Linked DNA regions of Ovis aries: region 2 is linked to region 1. A link is a contact called in public Hi-C data. All regions are on one chromosome and are shown on one strand. The core of a region is the stretch at or near the end of the contact, and the rest is flanking DNA. Distances in the headings are between cores, read along the strand shown.

Region 1 (5,029 bases), core at 2,194-4,693:
CACGTCCAAGAAGCAGTGGCTGCGCGGGTGCAGGAGGGCCTAGAGGAGCTATTCCATATTCAAGGTCAGGAGGGGCTGCGGTGAGGAGAAACCCCTCATCCAAGGTAAGGAGCAGCAGCTGCACTTTGCTGGAGCAGCCGTGAAGAGATACCCCACGACCAAAGTAAGAGAAACCCAAGTAAGATGGTAGGTGTTGCAAGAGGGCATCAAAGGGCAGACAAACTGAAACCATAATCACAGAAAACTAGTCAGTCTAATCACACAGACCACACAGCCTTGTCTAACTCAGTGAAACTAAGCCGTCCCCATGGGTCTACCCAAGATGGGCAGGTCATGGTGGAGAGGTCTGACAGAATGTGGTCCACTGGAGAAGGGAATGGCAAACCACTTCAGTATTCTTGCCTTGAGAACCCACGAACAGTATGAAAAAGCAAAATGATAGGATACTGAAAGGGGAACTTCCCAGGTCGGTAAGTGCCCAATATGCTACTGGAGATCAGTGGAGAAATAACTCCAGAAAGAATGAAGGGATGGAGCCAAAGCAGAAACAATACCCAGTTGTGGATGTGACTGGTGGCTGAAGAAGCTGAAGTTGAACGGTTCTATGAAGACCTACAAGACCTTTTAGAACTAACACCCAAAAAAGATGTCCTTTTCATTATAGGGGACTGGAATGCAAAACTAGGAAGCCAAGAAACACCTGGAGTAACAGGCAAATTTCACCTTGGAATACGAAATGAAGCAGGGCAAAGACTAATAGAGTTTTGCCAAGAAAACGCACTGGTCATAGCAAACACCCTCTTCCAACAACACAAGAGAAGACTCTACACATGGACATCACCAGGTGGTCAACATCGAAATCACATTGATTATATTCTTTGCAGCCAAAGATGGAGAAGCTCTATACAGTCAACAAAAACAATACCAGGAGCTGACTATGGCTCAGATCATGAACTCCTTATTGCCAAATTCAGACTGAAATTGAAGAAAGTAGGAAAACCACTAGACTATTCAGGTATGACCTAAATCAAATCCCTTATGATTATACAGTGGAAGTGAGAAATAGATTTAAGGGACTAGATCTGATAGAGTGCCTGATGATCTATGGACAGAGGTTCATGACTTTGTACAGAGACAGGGATCAAGACCATCCCCAATGGAAAAGAAATGCAAAAAAGCAAAATGGCTGTCTGAGGAGGCCTTACAGATAGCTGTGAAAAGAAGAGAAGCGAAAATCAAAGGAGAAAAGGAAAGATATAAGCATCTGAATGCAGAGTTCCAAATAATAGCAAGAAGAGATAGGAAAGCCTTCTTTAGTGATCAGTGCAAAGAAATAGAAGAAAACAACAGAATGGGAAAGACTAGAGATCTCTTCAAGAAAATTAGAGAAACCAAGGGAATATTTCCTGCAAAGATGGGCTCGATAAAGGACAGAAATGGTATGGACCTAACAGAAGCAGAAGATATTAAGAAGAGGTGGCAAGAATACACAGAAGAACTATACAAAAAAGATCTTCAAGATCAAGATAATCACGATGGTGTGATCACTCACCTAGAGCCAGAAATCCTAGAATGTGAAGTCAAGTGGGCCTTAGAAAGCATCATTACGTTGTCACCCTGCTTATTTAACTTCTATGCAGAGTACATCATGAGACATGCTGGGCTGGAAGAAGCACAAGCTGGAAGCTAGTGGATGTGATGGAATTCCAGCTGAGCTGTTTCAAATCCTGAAAGATGATGTTGTGAATGTGCTGCACTCAGTATGCCAGCAAATTTGGAAAACTCAGCAGTGGCCACAGGACTGGAAAAGGTCAGTTTTCATTCCAATCCCAAAGAAAGGCAATGCCAAAGAATGCTCAAACTACTGCACAATTGCACTCATCTCACATGCTAGTAAAGTAATGCTCAAAATTCTCCAAGCCAGGCTTCAGCAATACATGAACCGTGAACTTCCTGATGTTCAAGCTGGTTTTAGAAAAGGCAGAGGAACCAGAGATCAAATTGCCAACATCTGCTGGATCATTGGAAAAGCAAGAGTGTTCCAGAAAAACATCTATTTCTTCTTTATTGACTATCCTAAAGCCTTTGACTGTGTGGATCATAATAAACTGTGGAGAATTCTGAAAGAGATGGGAATACAGACCACCTGACCTGCCTCGTGAGAAACCTATATGCAGGTCAGGAAGCAACAGTTAGAACTGGACATGGAACAACAGACTGGTTCCAAAAAGGACTATGTCAAGGCTGTATATTATCACCATGCTTATTTAACTTATATGCAGAGTACATCATGAGAAACACTGGGCTAGAAGAAGCACAAGCTGGAATCAAGATTGCTGGGAGATATATCAATAACCTCAGATATGCAGATAACACCACCCTTATGGCAGAAAGTGAAGAGGAGCTAAAAAACCTCTTGATGAAAGTGAAAGTGGAGAGTGAAAAAGTTGGTTTAAAGCTCAACATTCAGAAAACAAAGATCATGGCATCTGGTCCCATCACTTCATAGGAAATAGATGGGGAAACAGTGGAAAAAGTGACAGACTTTATTTTTTGGGCTCCAAAATCACTGCAGATGGTGATTGCAGCCATGAAATTAAAAGACGCTTACTCCTTGGAAGAAAAGTTATGACTAACCTAGATAGTCTATTGAAAAGCAGAGACATTACTTTGCCAACAAAGGTCCATCTAGTCAAGGCTATGGTTTTTCCTGTGGTCATGTATGGATGTGAGAGTTGGACTGTGAAGAAAGCTGAGCACCAAAGAATTGATGCTTTTGAACTGTGGTGTTGGAGAAGACTCTTGAGAGTCCCTTGGACTGCAAGGAGATCCAACCAGTCCATTCTGAAGGAGATCAGCCCTGGGATTCCTTTGGAAGGAATGATGCTAAAGCTGAAACTCCAATACTTTGCCCACCTCATGTGAAGCGTTGACTGATTGGAAAAGACCCTGATGCTGGGAGGGATTGGGGGCAGGAGGAGAAGGGGACGACAGAGGATGAGATGGCTGGATGGCATCATGGACTCGATGGACGTGAGTCTGAGTGAACTCCGGGAGTTGGTGATGGACAGGGAGGCCTGGCGTGCTGCGATTCATGGGGTCTCAAAGAGTTGGACACGACTGAACGACTGAACTGAACTGAGCAAAGAACCGTTATACCACAGAGTGGCTCAGAGCAATGGAGGACAGAGAGAACAAATGGTAAAGAATCCAGCCACAACAACCCTCAACAGTGTGTGTGTGCGTGTGTGTGTAGAAAGATGAGTTGACGAAGAGTGCTCGGTGACGAACCACAATACTGTTATTTTATAGCCGTGAAGAAACAGAATTTCAAGAAGGAACATTAAAAAAACTCTTGCAACAGCACTCTGCCTGACTGAGCATCTGCCCAGCTCCGTAACTTGATGCCGTGCCTCTCTCCTCACTTAAGGCTTTATTTCACTGCCAGAAGCATCGGCGCTCTCTCCTCTCTCACAAACTCGCCACTCACTGTCCCCTGGCCTGCAACGCCCTCTTCTCCTGCTTCTCTCAGAGACGTCACTTCCACCCTCACTGTCATGCCTGCTCCAGACACCCTCCTCACCAGTCTCCACAGGCTCCCATTTACTCCTCAACCTCTTGCTTATTTCCTTCCCAGAATCGATCAGATATTTAATTACTGGAAGCATGCATGCACATATTTTTCATCTGTCTTTAGGATGTAAACTCCACAAAAGATAATGTTTAATGAGAGAAGACAGAAAATAATAACAAAATAAGGCATCTTTGGACTTTGTTCCCTGCCAGAGTTCCCTGCTGTGTACTATTGGCAAGAGGATAGTTTTCCGCTCACTTCAACAGTCATCCATGCCTTCCTCCCCCTACCCTGTCGTAGTGCTGGGGACTAGACTAGACACTCTCTCTTGCCCCTTAGCACTAAATTTCATGGGCCACTCTCACCATTACCCTGCCAAACTACGGCTCTTCCAAATCCATTTTTAACAGATATGAAGGCTCCTTTTACTTCTGGTTCTTGCCTTTTCAATAAAGCTAAGGTGTAGGGCAAAGATTGCAAGGAAGCCTCTGGCCCTGGGAGACCCTTGCATGGAGGGGCACCATGGGGTGGCTTCATTGCTATTCTGGGCTTTGGAAATGGAATAGCGGGTCTCATTGCCTCCCCACAGCTGCTCAGCAGGGAGCATGTAAAATCTCTGCAAACAGTCCCAGTGTGCTTATAAAACCTCAGGTCACTGACAATTGCAGTGCTCATTTGCTGTGGCCAATTTAGCGCTAATAAGCTGAAACTGGGCTTCTGGGATTTGTTTCCATGGCATGTAAGCTCCCTTTAGAAACGGAGTCCCTCCCCAAAGAGATTGCAACCTAATAGGTTTCTTGTTTTCATTCTCCATTTTTGTGAACTGACTTGCGGTCCGTTTAGGAAGTGCCAGAATCATCTCTTCCACCTTTGTCAGAGCCTGTGCTCCACTAGGGGGCAGCCCATCTGCCATTGGACCTGAAGGGACCGTGGGCAAATTGGAGTCCCTGGTCTCTCCTGTCTGGGGAAATGTGGCGAGCGATGGCTGGGAAGGTCAAGTTGCCGTCACATCTGGGTAGCAGACCTGGGTGCGTGCAGAGTGCTCCGAAGGCTGCGGACAGGCCCCATGCCAGGGTACCCAGGTGGACCTCTGTACTCTGGCCCTGAGGCCCTCTGTGGGGGCTGCCCTTGGAAAAGCCCAGCTGAGGCACACCCACTACTCACAGATGGTTCACAGCCTCCCTCCCAACCCCTGACCTGGGAAGGAGCCCTCTTGGAAGGTGTGGATAATTCCTGTGGCTGCAAGTCAGAGGAAGTCTCTCCATTTTGGACTTGATTCCCTGTGACTTGGAGGCAGGCACCAGGCCCACAGAGCATTCAGCTCACTTCTCCCTGCTGCTAGGAAAGCTGATTAGCTACCAGGCCTCACAGTTTCCATAGGTTTGGAACAAGATGCAAAGGGGGGCTCTTTGCCTTCAAGGACGCAGTGTGCCTCTCTCCCAGCAGACAATCCCT
Region 2 (5,176 bases), core at 1,812-4,311, 130 kb before region 1:
GAGTTGGCAGCCAAATGTCAACATGGCATCAAATTCTAGAGAGAACACTAGTCTTCTTGGATAAGGGTCAGCAAAACAGGGTCTGGGTTCTGTTCATTCAGCATCTGGGTGTATGATGTCACTCCTGCAAGATATTTTTCACATGAAAAGAAATGCCTTCTAGGAAAAACTCTGGAGAGGATAGTTTGGTCAAAGGCACAGAGGTGAGGGGAATGGGTGAAAGCAAGGTATTGGGCCAGGTCACAAGGGCTTGTTGCTGATCCTTTCGAATCAGGTCTCAACAAAGATTCAGGCCTCCCTGGGGGCTCAGCAGTAAAGAACCCACCTGCAATGAAGGAGACACAGGAGATGCAGCTTCGATCCCTGGGTCAGGAAGATCCCCTGGAGAAGGAAATAGCAACCCATTCCAGGATTCTTGCCTGGAAAATTCCATAAACAGAGGCGTTGTCACCAGTCAGACATGACTGAGCATGCGAGCACGCAACAAGGGTTCTCCTGCCTGTTGTTCTTTGAGCCAGTAGAATGAGACCGCGTTTGGTTCAGGAGCGGAGTGAAGCTTTATGCTTTGAGAAATGCAGAGGGGCCAGCTTGGGCTCTAGGGCAGCCACCCTCCCGCCGGGCCATGGGCGAGGCTGCTTTACAGGGTTTCCGCGGGGCTCTTCAAGGAGGGGGCGGATCTCTCCCGGGGCAGGTGCAGCTGGGCTGCTCAGGCTTCAGACCTCAGTGCCGGGTGCAGCCCCTCTGCACGAGGGGCACTGCCGCCATCCTGAATCTCATCTTTCTATACGTGATGCTTCTGCACACGGTCCCCAAGCTGAGGTGTCAGCACGGCGGTTCTTCACTTGGAGCTCTGGTCTGAAGGGCCAGGTGTGAGGCCTTTGCCCCAGGCGCCCAGTGAGCAAGTGAAATTAGATGAAGCACAAAGGGAAAAAAAAAAAAAGGTTAGATTTTAGTTTATTATCCAGATTCTATTTTTATTTCCCAGAAATTGTTAATGGGCTTTGTGGGTGACAGGTACGTCCCGAAGGACTATGAAACTCTCAAAGCCATCTTTAGGGGCGTTTGGAAACTGACTTTAAGGCAGTGTGATGTGCTGGATGGAGAGTCAGAAAATCCAGTCTTGTCTCCATTTGGAACTCTTGTCATTTCTGTGGAGCGGTTTCCCTTTCATAAAATCAGGGTGTGGGACTCCCTGGGTGACCCTCAGTAGGCCTCATCCACCTGGTGTAGCAGGTCTAAAGTTGGGCAGAGGGAAGGACAAAGCATGCTTGGTGATTCTGATGCAGGGGGCTGGCGACTACCCTTAGAGAAATAACCAAAGATGAATAACTGGCATTTAGTGTAATCCTTGAGTGGTATTTAGGTCTTCCCTCACCTGTGAGTGCTTTGTGCACCGTGTATTATTGCTCCTGGGAGTGGTCAATGCTGGCTAGATCTGGAGGCACCAGGTGGGCATTCTATTGTATTCATATCTGCTGTGAGAGAGGTTTTGCCACATGATCCTATCCCAAGTCCTTGGATTGGGAGGTTACAGAGACCTCTTTCTGCATTTCTTCAACAAAGAAGCAGCTTAATAACTGTCACACTTTTTGCCTCCGAGGTAGATCAGGAAGTATGTAGGGGGCTTCTTGGAAGAAGAGCAGAAGCTAGAGAGTAAACAGGGAAAGTGAACAGGAGTCCCGTCCTTCAGAACCTCCATTAGGGAATGGAAAGAGCTGGCAACTTTGAGTTATGGGGCTGTAATTCCATCTCAGGATTCTGGCAATGGCATAAGCCACCTGAGTTTTTTCTTGTTAGCTTATGAACATTTCACCGTACCCTACCACTTGCCTTGGAAGATTAATAGCTGCATAAATTACAGTTGTTTTAAAATATATATATTTTACCTCAACATGAGACTTTTCTATGGGTATGGAAGTGCCCTCAACTTACATCTCCCTGGGTGACATGTCCTGTTCTGTGCACTAATGCAGTTTTATAAAATAAAAAGGGCCTTGCACTGATGCAAACTTCACAAAAGGCCGTGAGCCTTGAGTCAGAACAATCTAAGCTGGAAAAGAGCAAATGAAAAAACATGGAGGAGAGAAAGAGAGGGCTGTGGGGGGAAACCCAGGAGAGAAGTGTGGCTAGAGTAGAGGACTTGAGGGTGTGTGGGTGTGTGTGTATGAGAGAGAGAGAGAGAGATTCTGAATGTACAAGGCACAGACAATGAAGGCAATATACCTTCGAAGGTTCATACCTTTGAAGGTATATTTGAAGAAATGTAATTTTTAAAAATTTCTGTGTAGAAAATGGATAGAAATAGGATGGAAATGATACTCCAGATGGATTGGTTGCTCAGGATGGCCCCATGGGTGTCAGGCTGATTGGAACAGGTCCATGAGGGGAACAAGAAGCTTTATCTTGAGGCTGCCTTTACATAGTGAACATTGCTTTCGTTTACTTAGATTGTGTGTTTGGAGTGGTTTGCTGAGGAGCGGGTGGATATGACAGTTGTGTGCCCTTTTGCTTTTCTGTGCTGAGGGCAGAGAAACCCCCTTTATCTTCCTGCTTCCTGCTTCTCTATTAAGTTGTGCTTATGTCCAGGTTTCTTGGTTTTCATACACACGTTACATCCATATCATATTCCAGGGATAAGGCTAAGGCCAGAGAAATCCATGTCTCCCAATTTCCTGTTCAGTGTCTGTTTAGCTCTTGATGACATGGTATTACTCTTTGGGGTGACGGTTATTTAATGATTTATTGAAATTGTCTGAATTCCTTAAATCAGAGTTCAGATCCTCTCCCTAGGCAGAGGGTCTGCAGCAATTTTAGCTCTCATGCCTGGGCTGGTAAATAATATTGTGGATGGCTCTGGAATGCAAGGGGAGGGAAGGAGACAAAAGGAAGCAGTAAGAGAAGAAAAGGGGAACAGAGAACAGAGGGGGGAGAAGCAATGAAAAGCAGCTCAAGGACAGGATGGTGGTGAAGGGACCAGTTGCTCCCAATACCCTCTCACTGACCTAGAAGAGGAAGGCGTCCTGGGAAGTGAGCGCAGCCTCTCACTTTCACCACGAGGGGGCAGACTCGACTTACAGGAAAGAGCAACAAGGTCGGAAGGCAGCGGAGTAAATACGATCCTCTGCTACAGAGGATTCAGTGTTGACCTCATCCTTCACTCCCTGCGGCCGTTCACGTCCCCCAACAACTTAGAGCCCTATCTCTGAACACAACACCTGGGTGGATTAAAGCAAAAAAAGAGAAAAAGAGAGCCAACTTTGCTCAGATTCTCACATAATGTAGTGTACAGAATTATAATTAAACAGATATCACCTATAACAAAATACTTTGTGACATCTCACCTTATTATTTAAAGTGTAGAATCACCCAAGTTTCTATGCAAGGCTCTCTTTTCTGTTTGTCTTTCTTTTTGACTGAAGGGTTATTGCCTGTGCATTATATGTTCATTATTGTTGCAGGCGTTTCAAAAGGTTGGAAAGGGCTCTTTATTTCTTCCAACTCCTTTGCAGTCTTTGCTTCTCTTACAGTTTCACTACAAGCTGATCGAGTCCATGGAAATGTGTTTCTAAGTTTAAAAAAAATTCATAAAGTTAGAGGAATGTCTTTATTTGGAGAAGGATTGGAAACAACCAAATTACTGCAGCAAGTTCCTTAGTGCTTAAAAAGCAATTGTCCGATGCACGTGATTGCTTCCGAACATAATGAGACTGGCGTAGTGATAACAAAAGGCAGGCTGAGCTGAGATATTAAAGAGGAACTACTTCCTCTGCTTCCCCGAGTTGCTAAGTATTATTACCCCAGGTAACTGCATTCCAGGGTCCATACTCTTTTCCTTCTGGTAGAATTTGCCCTTTTTTGAGCCATACAGATCAAATTAACTCCAGTGAGAAACTATGTTTTCCAAAATAGACTTTCTAAGTAGCCAATTAAAAACAGAATCTCTTAAAAATAAAAATCTCCTCTTTGAAATGGTGATTGGACCTCGGAGATAAAGAATCCCATTTGCAAGTTTAAGAGGAAAAATAAGAACTTTCCACTATCAACTGGTTGAATACGAACAGAGGAAGATGCGACTTGTTCTCCTAAATAAATAAATAAATAAAAAATTAAAAGGATATCAAATTGATTGAATCATTGTGGGAAGTTTGGCTCCATTAGTCTCTCGCTTTTCAATATGCCCCAGTTAGCAATAAAACTCAATTTTATGTGAGTATGCGAGGCGATAGCTTTATTCAAATTGTCTGTTAAATTTGGTGGCACAAGAAGAAATGAAGCAAAGCTACTGTTGTGTAGTAAGGTCTTGGGTCTTACTATCTCCTCATCCCTAAGTATAATGAGAAGAGCATTACCTCCATTTAAGATTTATGGAACTTTTTATGAAACGCCATCACGCTAATTTAATTGGTGGGCTCTTTAACATTTATAATCCATTAAAGTGACTGGGAGATGATTACTTCCGGATGTGGTTTCTGTTTTCTCCTTCTGTGTTACCAGCTGCATGCCAATGTTCTGAAACCCTTGCAAGAAAAAAGAAAAAAGAAAGAAATACCTGCTAAAATAAGTTGTTGCTCTTAAAAAACAGGAGAACGAATGATAAAGAAGGATTTGCTATTAGTTTCTGTCTTTGCAGCAGTGGAAAATTGAGAGAGGGTCAAACATTGTCTCTAATTTGGCCACCACCTTCTTGGTTTAATATGAGTGTTTTTAAATGACATCTCTGACACAATCTTCGTCAGGGCTGTTGATTTGTATCTAGCAGAAACAAGATTCAAACTCTTCTGGGATACAGGCTGGGAAGAAGTTTCAATAAGACCTGTAATGATATCTGAAATTTCCTCTGAAAGTTGATGTGGTCTTTTATCTGAAAATCAAAGGCTTTACATCAGACTTTGAGATCCCCTCTCTTAGTTAATTGGTGTTAAGAGAAAAGGTCTGATAGACGCAGAAGGGCTGACAAAACTCAGGTCTGTTTTTTTCAACTAAGTGTGAGCACCAGGGCTTTGGGTTTCTCTTACACTGGCTCCATCTCCTGAGAGCTTTGTTTGTTTTTAGTATCTAATTTTATTGTTCATTCTTAACCAACCATCAAGTCTTTTAGAAAAAGTAAACCAAAAGTAATTATTTGGAGAACACAAAAGCCATATCTATATAGGAGATCAAACATTTCCACCTTTTC

What was found. A called contact is a pair of places that touch in the nucleus more often than the background predicts.
Region 2: a Hi-C map of tail adipose tissue shows a contact between it and region 1, with 11 times the contacts expected there. The contact joins two enhancer-like sites. A contact is called at or near these places in 9 of 16 Hi-C or Micro-C datasets (hypothalamus, mesenteric adipose tissue, mixed tissues and 5 more).

The regions. Positions count from the first base shown.
Region 1 is chr4:72,099,310-72,104,338 of ARS-UI_Ramb_v3.0, reverse strand. The region is part of intron 2 of LOC132659744 (a long non-coding RNA gene); the gene reads left to right. Among named protein-coding and RNA genes, the nearest start is that of TRNAC-GCA, 97 kb to the left of the region's middle. Within about 2 kb of position 3,443, at least 4 of the 54 cell types and tissues checked have an H3K27ac peak or open chromatin away from gene starts, as enhancers often do. A contact at or near this core is called in hypothalamus, where this site is marked.
Region 2 is chr4:72,227,871-72,233,046 of ARS-UI_Ramb_v3.0, reverse strand. LOC132659745 (a long non-coding RNA gene) reads right to left here. Exons shown (of 4, transcript XR_009600503.1): 2 at 4,350-4,517; 3 at 3,342-3,565; 4 at 1,943-3,215. Among named protein-coding and RNA genes, the nearest start is that of NPVF, 30 kb to the left of the region's middle. Within about 2 kb of position 3,061, at least 11 of the 54 cell types and tissues checked have an H3K27ac peak or open chromatin away from gene starts, as enhancers often do. A contact at or near this core is called in hypothalamus, where this site is marked.